Regions from separate parts of the Mus musculus genome. Here region 1 is linked to region 2. The links are chromatin contacts, called in public Hi-C maps. All regions are on one chromosome and are shown on one strand. Each heading gives the region's core, a stretch centred on a gene start, on an enhancer-like site or on the middle of the called end of the contact. The rest is flanking DNA. Distances are from core to core; before and after follow the strand shown.

Region 1 (2,700 bases), core at 140-2,639, 160 kb after region 2:
TATATATATAGTGTTTTTATTACTTATATAAACATTACACATAAAGTATCGTTGCAAATACTCAAAAACAGGATGGAGTTCCCCCTCACTGAAGCTATATTAAGGGAGTGAGGCAGAAAAATGTCCCATGTTCCAACACAATGAATCATCTGTCATTTCACTAACTCTACTTAACCTTCGCTCTGTGACTAGCACCCTGGACGCATGTGCAGTGAACATTAGTACTCTGCTAACGACGCCTTCACTTGTTCATGCTATTGATCTGCTTGGGTTCCGGCTCACTAAGCCCAGCTGCTCCCTGCTCGGAGGGAAAAGATGCTGACTAAGCAGAGGGAGGACGAGCTCTGCCACAGAGACCCATTCTTTCCTGTCCACTCGGAGGACTTACGTGAGCTCAACACCAGCTACTCAAACTGCACTGTGAGCCTCCCCATGAGAGAGTATTGGAAAAGCAAGTGTTACCTGCTGCATTGGCTTCACAGTATCAGAACCTGACGACCCAGGCCCTGCGTCTATCTCTGGCTCCTCCTATGTTCTCTGGGATCTCACAGCAGAGCAGAAGACATTTGCTTGCCTTTGTTTTCTCTCAGTGATAAAGGGTCAGAGAGTGCTCTGGAGAAAATTAGGTAGTGCCCTCCTCACTGAGATATCGTGACGTTAAATAAGATCACACCAGGGAAGTGTTTTGTAGGATGGAAAACCAGCCTACCATTCAGAAAGCATGCAGGGCTGTTGTTGCCATGGGTATCTGAGCTAATGACGGAAGGCTTCATTCAAACTGACAGGAGCTCTGCAGAATGAAGCAATAAGATTGCCCCACATACCCTTGCCAGTGTGCTTAGTCTCTGCTTGATGGGAGAAAATGTAGAGACATTTTTACCCTTTTCCATATTTACCGTAGAATTCTCCAAAGGCAAGGCATCTGTTGTTCTTCCAAGGCCCTGTCTGTCCTATGTGTATGGTGTTTGTCCTTGTTTCGTGTGTGGTATTTGGGGATGAAAGCCATGTTCTCTCATGTACCAGGCAAATATTTTATCGCTGAGCTACAACCCCAGTTCTGGTCTCTGAATCTGTGATCTGCCATGTTAGACTACAGTGTCATGTTTCTCACAAACTAGAAAACAAACAAAATAAAACCAAATACGATTTTCAATTGTTTGCTCTTTGAGTGGTTTTGTGTGGGCCAGAAAATACATGTCTAAGTATTCCCAAGAAATTAACCTGTTTATGAAAAGGGATGTGAACAGACCCAGTAAACACAATGCATTTCCCTCTTCAAACGAGAGGCAGACTTAAGACTGTGTTTCTGAGCGGTGTGGAGATGCCTGAGGAGCAGCATCTAAAAATAGAACCAAGGCTTATTGGCTGATCACTATGTATCCCCTGTGAACAGATGCTGACTGAAAGTCTAAGAGATCCTAAGCCAGTGGATCATTGTACTATTGAGGGATGCTCCACGCTATGGTGGGTTAAGAACACATTTCTTCCTATGTTCGTTGTGGAACTGACTCCTGGCTCTCTTTACCCTCCTTCAAAATGCACAAGATCTCAAGCTGCAGTCCTGAAGCCATAGGACTGCCAGAGGTGCCTCATTCCATCGCTGGTGGCGTGCCGTCTGCTCTGTGTGTGGGCGGCCGTGTAGCTCCTGCTTCTGCTCACAGTGATGCAGGCCAAGAACGAGCATCGGCTGGGTCCTGGTTTCTGAGTGACAGGGTGCCTGGGAGCGCTGAAAAGAAACAACTAGAAGTCATTATCATGGATCCAAGCTGATCACCTGGGTCCTGCCTAGATGGCTTTCCAAACTGTGCTCTGTCTGTCTGTCTGTCTCTCTCTCTGTTCTGCTCTGTTCTAGATGACTTTTTGTTGCTACTCTAAAAACTCTCTGGTGAGACAGCTAGCTTTCTGTTTGAGCCAGCTCTCTCTGCTAGTAAAAATTCTAAAAGCTGTCTGTATAGCTTATGGCTTTTCTGACCAAAGTCAGAAAAACTGCTATTAAAAAAAAAAAAAAAAATCCTTGGATCTTCCAACCAAGTCAAAAAACCTGGTAGAAAAACTCCAAAAGTAATTATTGGGTTTTCCAATCAAATTTAGAAAGCTGGAAAAAATTCTAAAAGAGCTCTGTTCGCTCTTCATCTTTGGATGCTGCTAGAGAAGTTTGGAAAGAGCTGCTAGCTCTCTAAGTATTCTCGGGATTTCTCATTGACCAAGGTCAAAAGTCCTGTGAGAAAAAATTTTTAAAAGAGTTATAAAAAATTTTAAAAGAGCTATGTTCGCTCTCCATGGATTTTCTGACCAAATCAGAAATCCTGTTAGAAAAAAATTCTTGAAGATCTGTTTCTCCTCTCCAGACAGCTCAGTTATTGCTAAAGAAAAATTCTAAGGAACTGTTACTGCTTTCGGCTAGCTCCTCCTATGCAGACCAAAAGCTCAGTTTTTTAAATTTACATATCAATTCAGTTATTTATTCTAGGTTCCCTTTTGATTGTCCTGTGAATCAGTATCCTGTGACCTCGAGCTCAAGAATCTGCCTGCATTTTAACTGCCTGTCTTTGTGTCTTTCCAACAAGCTGGCTCGGACTGTAGCTGCCACTGTTCCTTTAGATCTCTGAAGCTCCTCATACAATTCATATTGTATCTTTATATTTTGCATAGCTGAGAAATTTTTTATATATATATATATATATACACACACACATATAT
Region 2 (2,700 bases), core at 13-2,512:
TTCTCTCCATCTACTTCTTTTGGGTGTGATTTCTTCTTTTTGTTCCAGGGAAAGCCCTTTTAAAGCATTGTTCAGTGTCAAAGAGCCTGAGTGGTTTTGATTAAAAGTTTAAGAGGGTTCTTTGAACCCTTGAACCCTGTCTTCTGCCAGCATTCCTTTTGGTTCATCCCTGCCAGCACCTCTGTTCCCTAAGGCAGAATCCTGTCACCCTTCTTCTGTGGATTGTGCAAAGGAAGCAGTAGGGGAGGAAGGAGGAAGGAAGAAGGAAGGGTGGTTTTCCTGTTACTGTGCTTCCTCTGCCACGAGGGGGATCTCCTCCTGCTTTGTAGGAAAAAGGCAGTGTTTCCTCCTGGCTTCAGCTGACTATAGGCAGGATGGTACTCAAAACTGTCCGAGGAGGCTGTTTCCATATGCACAATGTTCACAAATGGCAGTGGAGGCTGTTTCCATACGCACAATGTTCACAAATGGCAGTGGAGGCTGTTTCCATACGCACAATGTTCACAGGTGTCAGCATATATATTTGCATTGGTAAACCCTAGTGTGCCTAGCCACTGTCGCCACATCCTTAAGTACCTAAGACTTTGCAGTAAGAGATGACATGTCTCCTGCCTGTGAAAGAGCCTTAGAGTTTAGTGTGTGTGTGTGTGTGTGAGAGAGAGAGAGAGAGAGAGAGAGAGAGAGAGAGAGAAAGAGAGAGAGAAAGAGAGAGAGGTGCCTAAGAGCTTTGTGTGTGTTGAGGGGGAGCCTAAGAGCTTAGTGGGGGGGGGGGCTAAAAGTTTATTGGGGGAAATAGGAGAGGTTGGTAGTTACAAAAATAGTGTGACTCTGACTGGATAGTGAGGCTGAAAACGAGTCCAGTCTTCCTTTCATGCTAGAGGAAAATAAATCCTCAGGGATTTGGCTCTGCTACACCCTGGGAGAATCAGTATGCTGCGAGCTCTGAGAGATGCTTTTCTTCTGTATCTGAGAGAAAAAAGTCAGGTTCTTAAGAAACCCAGATTAGTGCTGAACCTTCTCCCCCTCAGAAATGGCCGAAGACATCTGTAATCCCCCGCAGCCACGTCAGGTCTGCCCGCCCGCGCCGGCTTCTGTGCCATTGCAACCGTGTGCCTCATCTCCTCCTCCGCTGCGGCACACAGACCCTGCCTGCTTGAGAGTCTCTGGAAACACTGACCTCTCTCCAGTCAGTCAGACCGCTAATCCTGCTGACTTTCTTTGCCTTCTGTCTCCCTTCCCCTTCCTCAGAGTTATTCCTGTGTAGCCATGACTAATCAGTGTGTGGGTTTCCTGCCTTAGTTCCACCTTTCTTGACTTTGTAGTGTTTGTCTAGAGCCCTTTGCTTTTATAAAGATTAGTTCCAGGATCCAGTTTTCCTTAGCTTGCTGCCTCACCTACCCAGAAACCCTCTCCTTTTAGCTTCCCCCTCAGGCTTCCAGGGTACTTAAAGCTAACCTGTGAGCAGGCCTGTGTAACAGTCTCCAGAGTGGTTCCTGGTGCAATTCCAATTGATGGCCAAAGAGACAGAAGTGTTTCTTCTTTGGGGACACCATCAAGAGCATCAGTAATCACAGCATAAATATTTTTTTTTCTCTCCCCATAATTCCCTGGTCTGGTCAATCACACTGACTTTTGGAAGCAGATAAACTCAGTATCAAAGAACAACAGACTTTGTTCTGAATGGCTCCCTTAGGTCTCATGAAAGAAGGAGCCGAAGTAGCACACAGTCTGACTACAGTTAATATTTTTCTGTATTGGGCGGGGGGTGGGGGAGGCGAGGGGAGGTTTTATGTCCAGACTAGAGTTAGAGGTATTGTTAGACCAGCAGGGGTGGAATTTGGGTCATTGTACCTCACACAGGGCCACTACTGATGGATAGTCTTTTCATGGGTGTGTTATCTGTCTCCTGGATTTAGAAATGTAGATCTGCAACCTACACTATAGTGACCCAGGTCCCATTTGCCATCAGAGCCTTCCTCTCACGGTGTTTTATACTGCAAAGGGGACTTTTTTCTCTTATATACTGCAAAGGTGACTTCTCAGATAATGGAAGTCACTTGTGTCTTCATTGTGGTGTCATCTGTCAGGTTACAGTGGTAATGAAAGATTGGAACTTCAGGCTTCGAGCATCACAGCTCTGTAAACCCAACTCAGAAACCCACCTAGATATCTAATCACTTACATTTATTTCATCTACTAGGGGTAGCTAGTAAATTGTAGGTGTTCACGTCCAGGCTTTGTATTAGCCTTTGGTAATGGGATAGGGAGACATCTTTTAAAACATAGTACATTCATTTAATAGAGCTTCACCATATGTTTATTGAAAGTTAAATTAACTGAAACTTCCATAAGCATAAAATGTGGGATCTCAAGCAACAAAGGAATTTTAATCTGTAGTAGTGATATTTCCATTTTGTATTTGTGATAACTGAAAGAATCATCGAAGATTGTGAATTCTGAAATTAACAATTCTGAAAGCAGAATTTCCTGCAGGATAGAAAAGAAAGTAATTATCTTTCTAATTGCCTTTTTAGGATAAGAAAGAGGGCAGTGACAACTGAATCAGTGGGTCAGTCACACACTAGCTTTTAGTGGAAGTGCTTGATCCTTTTGATAACTGCAAGCTTGGCATTATGAATTGATTCACACTCCACACCACAGTCCATGGAACTGGCCGAATCTTCTCCTTGGCAGCCTTCT

Evidence for each region. Hi-C and Micro-C count contacts between places; a contact is called where the count stands out from the background.
Region 1: a Hi-C map of rod photoreceptor shows a contact between it and region 2, with 1.9 times the contacts expected there. The contact joins two enhancer-like sites. A contact is called at or near these places in 1 of 484 Hi-C or Micro-C datasets (rod photoreceptor) and 1 of 115 datasets of contacts at active chromatin or transcription factors (embryonic basal ganglia).

Annotation. Positions count from the first base shown.
Region 1 is chr13:99,549,517-99,552,216 of GRCm38.p6, forward strand. No RefSeq gene overlaps it. Among named protein-coding and RNA genes, the nearest start is that of Gm26559, 34 kb to the left of the region's middle. Within about 2 kb of position 1,390, at least 37 of the 459 cell types and tissues checked have an H3K27ac peak or open chromatin away from gene starts, as enhancers often do. A contact at or near this core is called in rod photoreceptor, where this site is marked.
Region 2 is chr13:99,394,624-99,397,323 of GRCm38.p6, forward strand. The region is part of intron 4 of Mrps27 (mitochondrial ribosomal protein S27); the gene reads left to right. Among named protein-coding and RNA genes, the nearest start is that of 6430562O15Rik, 17 kb to the right of the region's middle. Within about 2 kb of position 1,263, at least 21 of the 459 cell types and tissues checked have an H3K27ac peak or open chromatin away from gene starts, as enhancers often do. A contact at or near this core is called in rod photoreceptor, where this site is marked.